Linked DNA regions of Ovis aries: region 2 is linked to region 1. A link is a contact called in public Hi-C data. All regions are on one chromosome and are shown on one strand. The core of a region is the stretch at or near the end of the contact, and the rest is flanking DNA. Distances in the headings are between cores, read along the strand shown. Region 1 has its middle 8.7 kb from the start of TRAF1. Region 2 has its middle 32 kb from the start of TRNAE-UUC.

Region 1 (4,530 bases), core at 625-3,124:
TGGCCAGGTCTTCCAAGGTTTCTAGAGAAATTGTAAATCTGGATTTTTACGTGTAATAGCTTAAATTTAGAACGCTCCCAAAAGCCAAACCCTAACCAAATGAGCATCCTCACAAACTGTATCTGAGGGCCACGATATGCAACCTCTGGTAGAGCCTGGCACATCACACACACGGCCTAAGCAGGGGAGCGAACGCCCTGCACAAAGCTCACTGGGCTGCACACACCGTGGGTGCTTATCCAGGTGCAGACCTTGGGCACGACCGACAGGAGTCACCCAACGTTTGCACATGCTTGCTGCCTCCTAGGACGTCCACTTTCCAGCTAAGGAGACTGAGCGTCAGCGGTCTCCAGGGCCACGTCGCTGGGGGCTGCCCGGCCACAGAGCTGGTGTTGGCTGCCCACTCACCTCCGGGGCGTCTGCACGCTCAGCGGCGTGCAACTCTCCGCCATGGGACTCTCCAGCAAGAACGCCGGAGTGGGCCGCCACTTCCTTCTCCAGGGGATCTTCTGACCCAGGGACTGAAGCCCACGTCTTCTGGGTCTCCTGCACTGCAGGTGGGTTCTTTACCTGCCGAGCCATCAGGGAAGCCTGCGACTGAACTGGAAAGCCGGCTGCTCCGCACCTCCCCGTCAACTCAGCTCTGAGTTCAGGGGCTGTGTTCTATTCGCTGTTGCACCCTCATCACCCAACAGACTATACAAGGTGCTCAGCAAATACCTGTGGGATTGCCTACAGGCATGCAAGTGCACATGGATGGAAGCACAGGGGACCCAGCCGCAGAACTGCCCAGGAAGACCTCACCACTCTCGGCGTGCTCCCAGAGGCACATGCCCACCCCACGTCTCCCACCTCCCAAACCAGGCCTCCCCAGTCCCCCAGCTTTGCCCAAAGCCTTCACAAATTGTTTCCTGGACATCTTGAGGCGACTGTGGTGTTCTTTTCCCCTAACTCAGGAGACAACTCAGCAGTTCTGTTTTTCAAAGTCTGGGACTCATAAACCTGGAATCCTTTCTTCGATTTTTCCACTAGAATTTTCCTTGGCTGGGTGCCTCTCCCCAGGGCCCCGGCCAGGAGGTCACACTGAGAGCGCCCTCTGCTGGAAACCGTCTTCCCAACCTAGTGGGCAGTTCCAGAGTGGGTACCTGTCCAGTCACAACTGCTGTCCAGATGGGGACACTGAGTCAGGTGGTAGTCTTGGGGAGAGGTGCTGGGGGGGGGGCTGTGGACTCATTCCAAGCACGTGCCAGGGTGTGCTACTACTAAGTGGTTTGTGATCTTTTCTTTTTTCTTTTTTGGAAAATAATACAAGAAAGAGCTCCCAGAGCTCAGACACGGCAGAGAAAGGCCCTCCGCTCTCCCCGGGGCCTGTATGTGGAGCAGATGGCAGAGGTTGGGAACCTGTTCAGATCCAGCTTCCTCCTTGAATCCCCACCATGTTTGGTAGGAGAGGAAACCGAGCCACAGAGAGACGCTGGGGGAAGGAGGAGGGGGCAGACTTGTTGAGAATCTGCTGTGCCTAGCTGTGCTAACAACCTCTCGTTTAATCTTCCCAGCAACCTTGTGAGGTAGGTGGTGTTGTTTCCATTTTACAGATGAAGACATAGAGCTGAGTGAGGTCTCAAGATCAGAAACGAAGGGGAGAGCTGGGATTGCATCCAAACCCGCTGTTTTTTTTGGCTGTGCAGCCTTCTGGATTTTTCCCATTTGGCTCCCAAGGGCCCAAGGCGGGGCCTTTGTGGCTGGGCTCATCAAGGCAAGGTTTCCGTGGCCCTTCTCCTCAGCCCCTTCCAGAGGGCACTGTTGGGCACCCTAGGGAGATGGGTTGACCAGCCTCATCAGGCTTCAGGCTGAGAATTCCAGGGCTTGGAGGAGGGTCCTGGCAGCTGGGCCAAGGCCTCTTAGCTAACAGGGAAAACAGGATTGGATGTCTTTATAAACTAAACTTGTGAGAGGTTCCAAAGGGTAAGGGTTTTCCTGGAAAAGAAAGCAGGTCCTGGAAGGTTTTTGTTTTGTTTTTCTTCTTAATGGGGCCCTAGTTAATGACTCAAGGAAATGAAGAACACATTTTACCAAGAATTAGTCACTGCCCTTCCCAACCCTCCATCCTGCTGCCCTTTCCAAATCTTCCAAAACTCCTCACTTCCGGCAGGAAAAAATCCAGCCCCCTGGTTTTGTTCGTCTTTGGTCCGGTTGGGCCTTATCCTCTGTGTGTTGCACTGAAGGAAGCCGCCCAGGGGTCTCTGTGCACTCTCCCTTGCGTTTCCCTGCTCGGCATTTGCTCTCGTTACTAAGACTGCATTTTGGCCTGTCCCGATTTCAGCCATTCTTTAAGAGCCAGCTAAGAAGCTGCCTTCTTTATGGAGCCTTCTCCACTGTGCCCAGTGGGAACCATCTTGCCTTGTGCTAACGGATGCCTGCAGTAGCCCTCCTGACCATCTGAGACCGTGGGAAAGTGTTGGACTCACCTTTGACCCCCTGTTTGGGCACACGGGCATGTGTGCTGTGGGGCACCCCGCCTGGAGGCCGGGTGCTGTAGAAACAGCCCTGAGATTCTTTATTCTCTCATCACTTCTGACTCTGCAACCCCATGGACTGCAGTCCGCCAGGCTCCTCTGTCCGTGGGATTCTTCAGGTATGAATCCTGGAGTCAGTTGCCATGCCTTTCTCCAGAGGACCTTCCCAACCCAGCGATCGTCTCATGCGTTGGCAGGTGGGTTCTTTACCACTAGCGCCATCTGGGAGGCCCATAGAAAGACCCCTGAGACCTCCTGTCCTTTCATTAGCAGATTAGGGTTGGATGAAGACTGAATGTGCTGGAGAGAGTTGCTTCTCAAGTCGAGAGAAGAGAACTTTATGCAGCCTACTTGTAGAGTGTAAGACGTGTCTGCAGCGGTTTGAGATGGGGGGGCACATGGACTCACCTGACAGCCGCCAGAGACACTGAGGAGATGAGAGATGGGTGTCATCTCAGACCAGCAAGACAAGGTCAGCCTGAACTCCCGAAGCTGGTTTATGCACAGGGTGCCACTCCCACCCACTAGGCAAGGGGCAGGCACCGAAGGACTGACGCGAAGGCCTCTCCGGTCTGTCCAGCGGGGGACAGGCACCATTGATTCTTAGGGCTTCAGAGGGGCTGACCCGTGGGATAGAGGATCGTGCGGTACTCATGTAAGGGTGAGAGGTCCTCAGAGCTTGGATGTGCCCACATGAAAGTCAGCTTTAATGCCAGCTTAAGACAGGGCCTTCCCTGGTGGTCCGGGGGTTAAGAACCCGGGTTCTGTCCCTGGTCAGGGAACTAAGATCCCTCATGTTGCAGGTCAGCTAAACCCGTGCGCTGCAACTACTGAGCCACGGGTGACACCGTGGGCCCCGGTGACAGGCACTGGCTCGCTGCCACGCAGCCAGAGAGAGCCGCCTCCCCACAGGACTGTCCAGGACGCTCCTCCTGCTCCCTCACTCTCCTCCTCTCGCTGCCGACCTTAGCCCTGGAGAGGTCAGAGGTCAGCTCGCAAAGTGGGGAGGGCAGTCTGGAGAAAGGGAAGCAGTGGTCCATGCCCTCTTTCCCAGCTATAGTGGTCCCAGCTGCAGCAAGCCCTCACTGGGAGAAAAGACAGGACTTTAAATCAAGTTTGGATTTTGCTTTTGTATGGGACTGATTTATAAACAGAGTTTGTTGAGTGACTGAAGGGACCACAGGAGTTTCTTATGTCCTGAGAATGAGCAGATGATCAGAAAAGTCGTAAGACGTGTGAATTTTTATCAAAGGTCAGGAAAAGGGCTTCTCTCCCTTCCCTCTGAACACATGTATAGAGTGGGGTGGGAGACAGAGGGAAGCTGATTATGATTGCGTACTTCAAGTCCTGCTCACTCTAGGTGTTGATTCCATTTGCCATTGTAAATGGGTTGTTGTCTTCCGTCCTGTTTTTCTAACTGGTGGTATTTTCTCCTATCACTTCCAAACAATGAAGTCCCTGTGCGCCCCTCAGGCAAAGTCACTTAACCGTTGCCTGCAAGATCAGCTGTGTCTCAGGCTTCATATCCTGACCTAGTAGAGATCTGAAGGCACCTCAGCCTTCGGGGAGGGACTGAAGGAAGAGGTGGAGGGACTCAGCATCCAGGCGCCTCTCCTGCTAGGTACCGTGCCTGCCAATCAAGCTCTCCACGTGGCTGGCTTCCTTCTAGTCTGTGTTTCCCTCTCTGTGTGTTCTTGTCTTTCGTTGTCTTACCTGGACTAATGACCCCTGCAACAATCCGATTTCCAACCCTATTTCCATTCCGAGGCGCTGGGTGGGGGAGGATGCCGACGGATCTTTTAGGGGAGACACAGTTCAACCCGCAGCATCTTCCTTTCTCACTTTCCCAAGTTTGCGTTTTCTCCTGCTTCCCCAGGTGTGTAAAGGGCACCTGCAGCGCCTGAGCCAAGAACCCCGTCCCAATTCCTTCAGCAAACTCTTTCAGCCCTAGCTCCAAAAATATCCCAGACCCATCCGCATCTCTCCATTTCCATCATGCTAGCTGAAGCTGCTT
Region 2 (4,530 bases), core at 1,192-3,691, 180 kb before region 1:
TTTTTACAAGATATTGAATCATGGTGTGCACCTTTTTAAATTTGTTTTACCTTGCTCTTGCATTTCCCAAGTTATTCTTCACAGCACTATTTGATAGCTGTGTATTATTCTAGTGTATGATAAGAGAAATTCTGAACAAAATTAAAGGTATTTATAAAACAATAGGGAAGAGTTTATGCAGTCTGCGTGCTGATGTTTTGACATGAAATGCCTTACAGTAACTGCATGTAAAGTAGAAGGCAATTCTAGTTTTAGAACTCAGAGTGGCTGTAACTTTAAGCGTAAGAAAGTCCTTGCTATGTCAGTCACTCAGGTGTGTCCGACTCTTTGCAACCCCATGGAATATAACCCACCAGGCCCCTCTATCCTCGGAATTCTCCAGGCAAGAATACTGGAGTGGGTAGCCATTCCCTTCTGCAGGGGATCTTCCCAGCCCAGGGATTGAACCCAGGTCTCCTGCATTGCAGGCAGATTCTTCACCGTCTGAGCCACCAGGAAGTCTAATTCAATTTTATTCAACAGCAACAGAATTCTGTCCTACTCATCACCAGATGCTATTCTCAAGAATTCCACTAGGTGGCAGGACGGGGCCAGATGAGAGAGAACAGCCATGGTACTCAACCTTTGCAGGCCTGGGAACCACCTGCCCAACTCCAGCCTCAGAGTTTCTGATTCATTAGTCTGCAGTGCGGCCCCCAAATCTGCATTTCTACCAAGTTCCCAGGTAATACGAATGTGCTGGAAGGATATCACACATGTCGGGAACACGGAATCAATGTAGACCAATCCCGGGCCCATTCACCCATGCGTCCATCCAGCCCCTCCTGAGTTTATGCCAGTTCTAGGCCATATGGGCGCAGAGAAGAGTGAGACACTGCTCCTCTTGGCAAGACATAGTCTTATGGTGGAGAAAAAGAGAAACTGAGAAGACAACGCCTTGTCTTTTCAGCTGAGGTTGGCACAATATTCTTCTAAGTGTTCTTTATTTTTCTAGTTTCCTCTCAGAGTTCAAGCAGGAATTCCCTGGCAGTCCAGTGGTTAGGACTTGGAGCTTTCACTGCAGTGGCCCATGTTCAATCCCTGGTTGGGGAACTAAGATCCCACAAGCCGAGCAGCACAGCCAGAAAAAAAGAGAGAGACAGAGTTCAAGCTTTGTGCCCTTAAAGCTTGAATGATCAACCAGCTCGTCACCTCACATGGCTAAATCTGCTGAACTAGCAAAACTCAGGACTGTTTGCTCTCCTGCAAAACCTCGCAGATGGAAATTTTCCTCTCTGAACTCACAGAGGCCTGAAATGAAACAGCGTGCCTGACAACCGCTCCCTGGCTCTGCACTACCGAGTGAAACTCGAGGCCAACTATGTCCTTAGAGTCTGCACTTGGTTGCCTTCTGCATTAGCTCCTTGTTGTAAATTTCAACACATTAATTTGGGGAGACATTTTTTTGATTCATGATTGCCCACACTGTCCTATAAATACTATTAACCACCTGTTACACATCTTCAATAGGAAAAGTTTAAATTAAAAAGTCAGTGCTAGGCCTCCCCTGCTGGCCCAGTGGGTAAGAGCACACTCACAATGCCGAGGGCCCAGGTTCAACCCCTAGTCGGGGAGCTGAGTTCCCACGAGCCATACGGCGTGTTCAAAAAAAGACATTTCTATGTGTCCTGTACTGATGACAGGTTGATGGCCGGCCCTCTTCTGAAGTACTGGGACTCCTGCTTTGACAGGCTGTGCAGTTTGTGACAGAGCGTGTTAAAAAAAAACCCACTCCAGCGCTCTTGCCTGGAAAATCCCATGGATGGAGGAGCCTGGTAGGCTACCGTCCAAGGGATCGCAGAGAGTCGGACACGACTGAGCAACTTCACTGGTTCACTGGATGTTAATGACTGGGATATAAACAGTGATTGTTGAAAGGTTCACTCGACATCAATCCTTTTTATGGACAGAAAATTTCAATGCATGTCTTGGGTTGAATTCATACTTCTAAATTAGTGATGCCTAGATCAGTGAAATTTTTTCTGTGACTATCACTCATCTCAATGTTTCCCAAGTTTTTGAAAATGTAAAAAAAAAAAAAAAGATGGGTAAAAGAGAAAAACAGAATTCAGAAGAAATACAAATAAGCACACATAAAAATATCTGGGGGCTTTCCTGGGGGTCCAGCGGCTAAGACTCTGCCTCTCAATGCAGCAGGTGTGGGTTTGGGCCCTGGTCGATGAGCTAAGACCCCACATGCCTCATGGTCAAAACAGCAGAACATAAACAACAGAAGCAGTATTGTACAAAATTCAATGAAGACTTATCTCCACGTTAAAGAAACGACAAAACTAACGCCACCTTGAGATACCTTCTCTATACCTACTGAATTGGCCAAAGTTTAAAGTAACTACTCAGCACTGACGACGCTGTGTTGAAACATGTATACTGAACCCGGCGAGCTGGCAACACCGCTAACCCATGTGGAAAGCGTACGACAGGCGTGAAGCCAAAGCCATGGCAGTGTTACTTCCTGGAAACAGAAGAGGTTTCTGGGGAACCAGAAATGCTCTTTCTTGCTTGGAGAGTGGTTATACAGCTGTTCCCTCTATAATGACTCAATAAATGGTGTGTTTTATGCTCTCTTCCATGTCTATAACAACAACAATAAAAAAAAAAAGTTTCCTTTGCTTTTACCAATAAGTCATCTATTAGGAACCTGTTCTAAGGAAATCATGCACAAAGAAATTCTCTGTAGAACTGTCTAAAAAGCAAAACTGGAAACCACCTAATTATCCACCCAAACAGGAATGGTTTAGCAAATTGTATGTAATAAAGGAATATTACAAAGTATTACGGTAACTGCAAAGACTTAGAGCACAATTCTGACAGTACAATACGAAAGGAGGACTTGTAATTACATAAATCTACACACATATGCGTAAGGACTAGAAGAATAAAGGTCATTATGATAAAGGAGTCTGAGTAATTTTCTCGAAAAGTTTCTGTTGTTGGATGAGCTTTGCCACAGAGAAAAGAACGCGTGGTTAAAAGGCAAAGGAGAGGAGCATCACTGGCAAGGACTCCCCACGTCTCACCAGAGTGATCATCAAACGTCCTGCTCGGCTGTACTCAGAGTACTTTAGATGTTACAGAATATGGCAGAACCACGCAGCCTACGTTCACAGCAGCACTACTGACAATAGCCCACTGTCCACTGATGGAGGAAGGATGAGGCTGCGGAGGACGGCTGCAGAGCCATACACAAGAGCGCAGCCAGAATGTTAGCATCTGCAGCAGCGTGAGTGGGCTAGAGTGAAGTCAGAGGGAAAGACAAGCAGCTCTGATATCACTTAAACGGCAAACCTAAGATACGATGCAAACGAACTTATGTACGAGACAGAAAGAGACTCGTAAAGAGAACAGACTGACGGCTGCCAGGGGGAGGGGGCGGGAGAAGGATGAATCGGGGGTTTGGGGTGAGTAGATGCCAAGCATTATATATAGAGGAGACACGCAACAAGGTCTTATTGAGAGCACAGGAAACTATAGTCAACATCCTGGGATAAACTGTAATGGAAGTGAATATGGAGAAATGCGTAACTGCATCACCTTCCTGCACGGCAGGAATCAACACTGTAAACCAACTGCACGTTAGTAATAAACGGAAAAGAACACGGCAGAAGAGGGAAGCCTGAAAGGGGAGGGCCGTGTGTAGCTGCTCGTTCCCTTTGCTCCAGCGCTCCTACATCTTCCAGCTCTCTTTCCTCCATAACACACAGCCCCTAAGGTGATGCATGAAGTTACTGAGCATCACGTAAGAACTCAATCTTAAACTGCTGCTGGAGAGCCAAAGCAGTCGCCTAAATTCTTGAGTGCACAGATCACGGGTAAAAGCGAATGGCTTGCCAACTGCAAAAGGTTCTGCGCGATGAGTCACCAAACGAGCTGCACAGCTGAGGACTCGGGGACAAAACACCGAGTCAGGCCCAGTGGGCAGATGGTGGCCAGCAGACTAACCACAGTGGGAGGCCAACGGGGCCCTCCAGGCTGGCCCGAGGACAGGCGGAGATGGCAAATGGGACCCTCCAGGCTGGCCCGAGGACAGGCGGAAGCCGCACAGAGGGCTTCCCCATGAGGACGTGGGAGATCCAAGGTGCAAAGACAGAAGAAGAGCCAGCAAGGACCGTTTGAAGAGGTAAGCTGGGACTCAGACTACACTGATGCACCTAGACACCTCTGGTTGATAACAGGGAGTCACTAAGGCTGTTGGACGGAACTACCCAGGAGGCTCAGTGGTAAAGAATGTGTCTCCAACACAGAAGACCCAGGTTCGATCCCTGGCCTGCGAAGATCCCCTGGGGAAGGAAATGGCAACCCACTCCAGTGTTCTTGCCTGGAGAATTCCACGGACACAGGAGCCTGGTGGTGGTGGTGGAGGGTGTCCTGCAAGAAAAGTGGGACATGACTTAGCCACTGCACAACAAGGCTGCTGGAAGAGGAGACACGGGCTCCAGGGAGTCGGGGCGGGGGGGAGATGCCCCAGCTGCA

The links. Hi-C and Micro-C count contacts between places; a contact is called where the count stands out from the background.
Region 2: a Hi-C map of liver shows a contact between it and region 1, with 4 times the contacts expected there. The contact joins two enhancer-like sites. A contact is called at or near these places in 4 of 16 Hi-C or Micro-C datasets (blood, liver, muscle and 1 more).

What each region holds. Positions count from the first base shown.
Region 1 is chr2:2,616,150-2,620,679 of ARS-UI_Ramb_v3.0, reverse strand. No RefSeq gene overlaps it. Among named protein-coding and RNA genes, the nearest start is that of TRAF1, 8.7 kb to the left of the region's middle. Within about 2 kb of position 1,874, at least 10 of the 54 cell types and tissues checked have an H3K27ac peak or open chromatin away from gene starts, as enhancers often do. A contact at or near this core is called in liver, where this site is marked.
Region 2 is chr2:2,795,097-2,799,626 of ARS-UI_Ramb_v3.0, reverse strand. No RefSeq gene overlaps it. Among named protein-coding and RNA genes, the nearest start is that of TRNAE-UUC, 32 kb to the left of the region's middle. Within about 2 kb of position 2,441, at least 12 of the 54 cell types and tissues checked have an H3K27ac peak or open chromatin away from gene starts, as enhancers often do. A contact at or near this core is called in liver, where this site is marked.